2 separate regions of the Mus musculus genome follow, and region 2 is linked to region 1. Evidence: chromatin contacts called from public HiChIP or PLAC-seq data. All regions are on one chromosome and are shown on one strand. Each heading gives the region's core, a stretch centred on a gene start, on an enhancer-like site or on the middle of the called end of the contact. The rest is flanking DNA. Distances are from core to core; before and after follow the strand shown.

Region 1 (4,161 bases), core at 1,634-4,133:
GCTCCCATGTCTGTCTTCCATTCTGTGGGTTCTGGAGATTAGGCTTAGGCCCTCAGGCTTTACCCTTCCACACTAGAAACGGAAGCCATTGCCTTGTGTGAACGAAAACAAGGGCTTGACCACTAGACTACACTGCTGCTCCCCCACCCCCTGATGGTTTTGTTTTCTTTTTAATTTCTACATTCACTTATTTTCTCCAACGTGTCTCCTTCCCAATCAGATTACCTAGAGCAAGCAGGCCCTTTCCCCACAGAATGTTGACAGCTGGCTCCAGACACCAGGGGTGGGATTGTAAACCCAGAGGGTCTTACACACATTCTTTTACACAGTGACTGTTTGGATCACAGGGCCAGGCTCTGCTCCAGGACCAGATTGTCAGAAGAGGTCTCTAAAACATTAGGAAGATTGCTTGGCAACTCCCATCTCCTGGCCTGTCTTTATCAACTCAGAAATTATTAATTGGGAGTCTATTCTGGGCCACTCATTGTACTGATGAAAGTAATTCACACTAATGAGCAATGACTGATGGGCTTAATTCTCTAAGGGACAGTCACATCTCTAAAGTGTACACATGAATCCGGACAAATCCCCCATTGCTGGGGTGAATGTGACACAGGCCATTAGCACTCCAGTTAGGGGTTCTTGTGACAAACAAAGGGCTTCTGTTCTACTTGGTGTCCCAAACAGCACTCCTAGACCTTAGACAGTGGCCAGGAGAATGCAGGGCAGGGCAGTTTGTGCCCGTGCAGGAGTGACTCTGAGAGTGTAGCTGTGTGTGGTGCTGCCCACCTCATAACTCTCGGCTTGTGTCGTCTTCACCTATGGTCGAACTTGTGGACGAGGAAGTTCATATTCAGGTGGTGGGTAAGCCACGTTTGCTCAGTTTGAGCTCCTGTTGCTGTGAGAAATAACTTGACCACAGGCAACTTTAGGGAGGGAGGGGTTAGTCGGCTTATAATTCAAAATCACATTTCCTCATTGAAGGAGCTCAAGAGAGGAACTTGAAGACAGGGCTATTTGCTATTCCATATGGTACTAACCCTGACCACTGACCTCACTTCCTAGCCAAAGAAGTGTGACTGGACCTATGGAGAATTTTGTTTGCTGGCTCATGCTCTTTTAGACGGTCCAGAACCATCTGCCTAGGGAGTCGTGTGCTTCACAGTGGGCTGGGCCCTCCCACATTAAATAACAACGGGGCAGTCCTCCACAGGTATTCCCATAGGCTGATCCAGTGTAGGCAAGTCTTTAATTGACATTCTATCCCGTGATTCTAGGTTGTGACATGTGACTTTTAAAACTAACCATCATGCATTCTGTCCTCTAATTGTGAATTCTTGCTCCCAGGATCCCATTTCTCAATTTTCTGTGGAATAATCTCTGGATGGATAATGTTTTAAAAGTTTTCAGGAGAACAGTCGTGGAGCTATGAGGCTCTTAACTGCCCCACATCTCCTGATTACTGGACTATTTAGAATGATTTGGGGATCAGAGTTGAGAGGCATCGGAATTGTGTGGCCTGAGCTAAATGCTGTTTTCTAATCCCAGGGAAACCATGAAGAAATCTGCCCAGTGTCATGCTGCAGTGGTTAATATATCTGTCTTGTTCACAGTCCTACCTACCTGCTTATGTCACTAAATGTCACTTCTGTTTCCAACTTAACTCAGCTTGGAAAAGAAAAACATTATTGGAGAACTGTCTCCAACAGATTGTTTTTTTGCTCCTGTCTGGGGAGCATTTTCTTGATTGCTAATTGATGTAGGGGGGCCAGGCCACAGCAGGCAGAGAGCCGTTCCTAAGCAGGTGGCCCTGGACAGTACAAGAAAGACGGCGGAAGGTGAACCTAGAACCCGCGTAAGCACATTTCTCCAGTTTCTGCTCCAGTTCCTGTCTCTAGGTTCCTCCTGCCTCACCTTCCCTCCACAATGGACTGTAACTGGTAAGCCAAACAAATTCTTTTTTTCCTCCATGTTATTTTGGGTCATGATGTTTATCACAGCAACAGAAAAACAATCTAGGACACTGGAATCACAATGTAACTCTTAGGCCATATCACTTGTGTATCTGGTGATTTGTAAAAACAAAAACGATTAAGTGTGTTTGATAGAGCAGCCCTGTTCTCGGATAGGTCTCTGGGAAGCTCCGTGGGCTCTTTCAGTTCTAGAAACTTCCCAGCGGTGGGAAGAGAGATGGTGAAACAGGTCTGTGAAGGCACAGAGCCTTCTCCTTTTATATCTGCTGTAAGGTCTTCCTCCAGTCAGTGGAGTACCCTTGTTTTCAGTGGAGTGCTTGTAAGACGAGGGAGGGCAAGAAAAAAGCGCCCTCTGATTCTGAGCCAAGGGCGTGAGCTATGCCTGGCTCTGCCGAAACCACCCACCTCTTGCCTTTTACCGTCCCGGCTAGGTCTTGAACCCATATCCCAGCACATTTTATATCGGCTTTTGGTAGGTGGGTCGCTTGGGATATAGAAAGAGAATCAAGTTCCCCAAATGAAAAGACAAACGTAGTCAAATCCTCCAAGGCGACTGTTTACGAGAGGGAAGTCAGCGGGCCCCAAGAGGTCGCTGGTAGCGCAGGAACCGAGACCAGATTGTAGAGAATGGAGGAGGAAAAAAAAAAAATCCACGCACCCAAAAACTTTCTTCCTTGTTGCTGATCCTCGGCCCCCTCCTCCCTCCCTGCCCGCCCCAGCAGAAGCCGTAATGTGACACCGAGTCCAGCGTCGAGCCCAGGGTTGGAGAGGGAAGGGAGGGCCGGGGAGGGAGGAGAGCGGGCCGTCTCGCGCCAGAGAGAAAGGGGAGGGGAGGAGAGGCGAGGAGGGAGGGAAGCCCCTGTCAAGGAGGTGGAGCGAGAGGGTGGTGTCCGCCTCCCGATCCTCCCTGCCTTGAGCTAGCCGAGCCTGAACTGGGACCAAACACACCGCCCGCGACCCACACAAAGCCCGGGGGGTCCACGCTGGCGCTGGAGGCGAGCCGGGAGCGAGCCCGGGGCGCGGCGGGACTTGGGGCGCAGGGCTGCTACGGGACGCGGGGCTGCTAGCAGGACGCGCGACCAGGCGTGGGTTGCGATCGCCACCCCCACGGCGGGGCCCGGGACATTTTGGGCCCTTTGGGGCCGCAGCGAGCGGTGGGGACCAAGACGAGCAGAGTACCCTGAGCCCGGCAACTTCGGCCCCTCCCCGCCCCCACCCGGCTGCCCTCAGCGCGTCCCTCTCCATGTGCAGACAGCCGGCTAGGCGCTCCGGCTGGCGGCGGATGGGTGACCTCTTCCTGGCCGGGGCGGGCTGTTCGAGGCGGCGGAGCCGGCGATGAAGAAGAAGCAGCAGCAGCATCCCGGCGGCGGCACGGATCCCTGGCCCCATGGGGCCCCTGTGGGGGGCGCCCCTCCGTGCCTGGGCAGCTGCAAGCGCCGGATCCCGCTGCTGCCTTTCCTGCGCTTCTCCCTCCGGGACTACGGTTTCTGCATGGCTACCCTGCTGGTCTTCTGCCTGGGCTCCCTCTTCTACCAGCTCAGCGGGGGACCCCCTCGCTTCCTGCTCGACCTGCGGCAGTATTTGGGTAGGGAAGGGCTGCGCCAGCCCCGCAAAGTTGGGCACTCGGGGAAAGGGTGATAAGCGGGGAACATCTAAAGCTGTCACGGCCACCACGGTCCCCGAGGCTCCCCAGGTGGGATGCCACTGAGCATCCCTCAGTGAGGCAGCTGGGAGCGCCTGCTTCCTACAGTACTCTGGGCTGCCCGCAGCGACGGGGGACTCCGGGCAGGTGTCCCAAGCCCGGACACCACGTACCTGTCCCCGAATCGCCACTCCAACTGGGGCAGAATAGACATGTGCATGTTTGTGAATATTTGTGTGTATGCTGGCCTGGCGGTGCGTGCACAGTCCTCTCTAGGATGTGGTTAACAACTTACAATCCTGTCCCGTCTGGCTTTTCCCTTCTGAGTTGTGTGGGCTGGTTTAACCCCGCTTTCCAGTCACTTTTAGATATTCTATCCACTGGGTCCCCCGTTTGTGAGTTGGCCCAGGTGATTCCAGTCTTTCCCTAGGTTGGTTTGTTCCTTGGCAGCACCTGCGCACCCCGCGGACTGCAGCGAGAGTGCGGGAGAAATTGGGGCTGTTTCTAGGTGCCAGTCAACTGTGCCGCCTTCGAAATTCCGCCCCG
Region 2 (4,135 bases), core at 99-2,598, 41 kb before region 1:
CCCATCCCCTGATGTACCCCTCCCTGTGACAATACAAAGGTATAAGCAGAAGAAAGAGAGGGAATGTACTTGAGTTGGGGATTCTCTGGCCATGATTTGCACCTTGATTGTAGCACCCCAGTGGCCTCTGAAGGCAAGGGCAGCAGCTGTCTTTTACATCTGGCTCTGGGTAATGTAGCCTTGCCTTGAATCTTTAACTGGTTCCCCAGGCAACCAGTTAACATGGGCATTCATTATCAGTTTTATTTTGGGGTCACCTTGCTTGTTGCAACAGATCTCTGCTGGCCTACCAGCTCCCCAATGCAACATCCGTGCTATTCTGTATTGCCGAGGCTTGGTCTTTTGTTATGTATTGTAATGCTAAATGCTAAGGACAAGATAATCTGCACATAGACCCAAGTGACACTATGTGATCTTATCTCCCCCCCAACCCCCCCCCCCCCCGCCATTCCTGATTGGTGAATAAAGATACCTACAACATATAGCTGGGCAAGCAGAGATAGGCAGAGACTGAGGTTGCTGGGCTTGAGGTCTAAGGAGAACCACAAGAGGAGGAAGAAGGAGGAGAGAGAGAAGATGCCGTGGGATAGGTGAGCCATAAAAGCATGGCCATGAGGGCTGGCCAATTGAAGTTTAGAGCAGTCCAGACAGAGCATGACAAGTTATAATTCATGGTTATTGATGGGGAGATAGATTCTAATAGCATAGAGGGTAGATATCTGCCCAGATCTAGTGCTGATTAAGTTTTATTATAAATATAAAGATTGTGTGTCTTTTACCCAGGAACTGAATGATCAAAGGCAGGGTAGAAGCCTCTGATTGAGATTAAATATGTTCTACAACATAGGATTACCAGTTCTCTTTTTCTGTACACTTAACAATATTCCTTACATCATACACACTGTGTTTTGCAGTTACCTATCTATTTTCACACATATTTAAATTGGTACTTGTCTATCAATATGTGAGGACATTCTGTTTCTATGAAGAGAACGTTCTTAGAGGCCCCTCTCTATAGCCACAAGAGTGGGTACAATTGACGAACATTGGGCAACACTCCCTTTGCGAGTTTGTTCATCTCAGAAGATCTTTACAATAGAATAACTCCCGGATATTGTTCTTTTAAAAGTGTGGGTGTCAGGGAGATAGTTGGATAATGACTGTGCAAGTTTGAAGGCCTGAATCAGTTCCCAGCATCCACACTAAAAACTGGGCATAGTAGTGGACCCTTGTATCCCCAGTGCTGTCGAGGGAGAAGCAGATCCCTCGATCTCACACCGGGGAGTCTAGGAGAGTCAGTAAGCTTCCCTGAGCCTGAAGCAGGCTGAGCCAGACCTTGACCTTGCTGCCACTAAGGAGATTACCTAGGGTGGAGCCTTCCTCCCTAGATCACTCTATTGTTCAGCCACTGTCCCTTCAAGATACTGCTACCTGCTGGGAGGCTGCTTAGCTATTCCGGAGACTATACCCTATCCTGCACTTCATCATCTGCAGCTGGTTCCAGGCTCCAAGGATGAAATGGCGGGAATGCCTCCCCCCACTCCCCTTTATAAGAGCATTTGCCATTAAACATTTGAGCTTTGATCAGGAAACTTGACTTAGCTCTATTTTTCTCTCGACCGCCTAGTTTCCCCTCTCTTTTCAGTCCTGGCTTTCCTCCCAGGTGGACCCCATTTCTTGTGAGCCACAGGTGGGCTTCCAACAGTTGACATCCGTACATGGGACTTGAGGAATGGCAGAAAAACGCTGAAGGAACACTGCTTGGTATGGAGCTCCAGAGGAAGGGAAAAAAAAGGATCATACCGGGCATGGTGAAGCAACAGGTAAAGTGTTGCAGGAGGTGCAGAAAGATATGGGCTAAGTGTGAATCAGCGCTAACCCAGCATTGGATTCACTTAGGTCAGCAGCGAATTATTGGAACTAGGAACTGATCAGGCGATTGTCCGCAGTTTTCTAAAACTGCTTTAGGCGAGAGGGAAAAGGGTTTAAATTAAATAATCAGGCGGATGTCTGCAGTCAGGAGCTGCATCAGGCTGCAGAAACAGGATTTGTAATAATAAAATAAAATGGATTTTGAAACTCTCCCAGAGGCAGAGAAAAATTCGGGGGATGCTCTGCCCTTTTCTCTCTGGCCCTTACAGCAGAAGTTCTCTGCCCTCTTTTTGTTGTCTAATGTCTAGTCTAATGTCTTGTGCACTGGTCCGTTTATGTGTCAATTCATGTGTGTTCATGTCTAGTTGTCTGAATGACTGAATGTTCTGTGTTTCATGTTGGAAAATAAAGATGGCTAAAACTTTATCTGCTGATTGAGGAGGAGAGTGGCCACACACTAGTCAGGATCAGGCATAGCAGGGGAGCCACTGCTGGAAAAGCTGCTCCCGAAGAAAGGGAGTCTGCAGCCTCTTAGTTTTGGAGAAAAAAAAAAAGCTGATAGACGGGTTTTTTTTTTCTTGGAGGATTATCTGCAATCGTGATTGTGTTTGGCAAATGACAAAGTGCTTTTTTATCTTATAATTATAGCTAGAAAAATTGAAATTCTTTGATTAGACTCGTGTAGCCGCTTCATTTGGTTTTTTACTGGTCTTAGAGGTGTAATTGAAAGGAAATAAAACTGTGATTCATGTAATGTATGTCAAATAGCCCAAAGAGTTGTTTGTGAGCTTTGAAACCTGGGGCTGAGAACATAGCAGAACAGACCAGGACATGCCCGGGCAGGCCCATCGCCTCCCTAGCTCCCACCCCTCTGACCTAAGTTAAATGTTACAGGCTGCTGATGTTTAAATGGACCAATCATGTGAAACCGTGCCAATTCCTCCCCCAGCCCCACTCCTTTTCTATAAAAACCCCTAGCTTCCAAGCCTCGTGGTCAAATCCACTGTCTCCTGTGTGAGATATGTTTCGACCCAGAGCTCCGCCATTAAAATACCTCGTGTTGTTACATCAAGGTGTTGTGTTCTATTCATGATTCTTGGGTGCACGCCGAATCGGGAGCTGAGTGGGGGTTTCCCCACCTAGGTTCTTTCATAATATGCTCTGCATGTCTTCATCACAAGAGTATTTGCTTATAAGTTATTGGGTATGATCAAAAAGGTGTAACACTGGTTACTAGAAAGTTAGCTTTAAATTGGTAACCCAGGTTTGGAGTCTTTCCAACACGTGGCATAAGGCAGGCCAAGAGGCTGGGCCTCTAAAGATACTTCTAGTTGAGATAATATTTAATGTGATTCTTATCCTAGAAAGTAGAATTAAAGATAAGATTTAAAGCAATGCCTCTTTAATGAAGCATTGAAACTTACACTGTCATGCAGTCATACGTATAAATTGGCAGCCAAATTTCACAACATGGTAGTGAAGTTTTGATGTTTATTCTAAGGTAATAAATTGTTTTGGAATTGGGTTTTGCTTTTCCAAGGTTTTAGTTATAGTCTAATATTGCAAAAGAAACTTAAAAATTCTGAAATCTGTCCTCATGGCAAGAGGAACTAATCTCAGAGCAGCCTGGGGGGGGGGGCAGGGCGGGGTTTGTGTGACTTTCTTTTTTCTTGCAAACAGTGCCTGAGGAAGCTCTCGAAACTTGCCCCTCCTTGCCTTCAGGGAAAATTCCTTTTAGCTAAAAGAGCATCTTTGCAGATCTACCAGATTTTGTTCTAAATAAAGTTTAAATTCAAAGTTTATAAAAGGTCAATCAGGCTGTAGAATTTATCAGGACATTGCGATTTGACTTTCCTACTTCATGTAAAGTTATTATAGATTTAAGAGTTTGTTTTTTCCTTTGCATCTGGAAAATTGTAAAGAGCTTGCTTCTAGTGAGCTTGTAATCACTGGAAAATTTTGCCTCTAGGTATGGCTTATATAGCCTAACCTCATGTAATAAAAATTCTTAGTGTCTCTGCTTCAATACAAGAAGCTAAGAGTTTGAATCTTTCAGTGTATATTGTTTTCTAAGTGGAAAGTATTTTATTAACTAATGCCTCTTAAGGGAAGTTTACTTTAAATCCTTGCTCTCACACAAGGAGCTTTTAAGTTCTGGAGAGTAGCTGTTGCTCCAGAAAATATTCAGAGGCAATATCTTTTGAATACTTAGGGGTTTAGTTATACTATAAAATTGTGGTACAGAAAATCTAGAACAAAAAAT

What was found. HiChIP or PLAC-seq counts read pairs in DNA pulled down with a chosen protein or histone mark.
Region 2: a contact with region 1 is called in an H3K4me3 HiChIP or PLAC-seq map of embryonic stem cells, with 2.3 times the contacts expected there. The contact joins the enhancer-like site here to the promoter of Ust in region 1. A contact is called at or near these places in 1 of 15 datasets of contacts at CTCF or cohesin (embryonic stem cells), 3 of 484 Hi-C or Micro-C datasets (liver, myocytes and nephron progenitors) and 7 of 115 datasets of contacts at active chromatin or transcription factors (bone marrow-derived macrophages, embryonic basal ganglia and embryonic stem cells).

What each region holds. Positions count from the first base shown.
Region 1 is chr10:8,517,547-8,521,707 of GRCm38.p6, reverse strand. Ust (uronyl-2-sulfotransferase) reads left to right here and starts at 2,883. Exons shown (of 8, transcript NM_177387.3): 1 at 2,883-3,558. The coding sequence starts at 3,309.
Region 2 is chr10:8,557,049-8,561,183 of GRCm38.p6, reverse strand. No RefSeq gene overlaps it. Among named protein-coding and RNA genes, the nearest start is that of Ust, 40 kb to the right of the region's middle. Within about 2 kb of position 1,348, at least 10 of the 459 cell types and tissues checked have an H3K27ac peak or open chromatin away from gene starts, as enhancers often do. A contact at or near this core is called in embryonic stem cells, where this site is marked.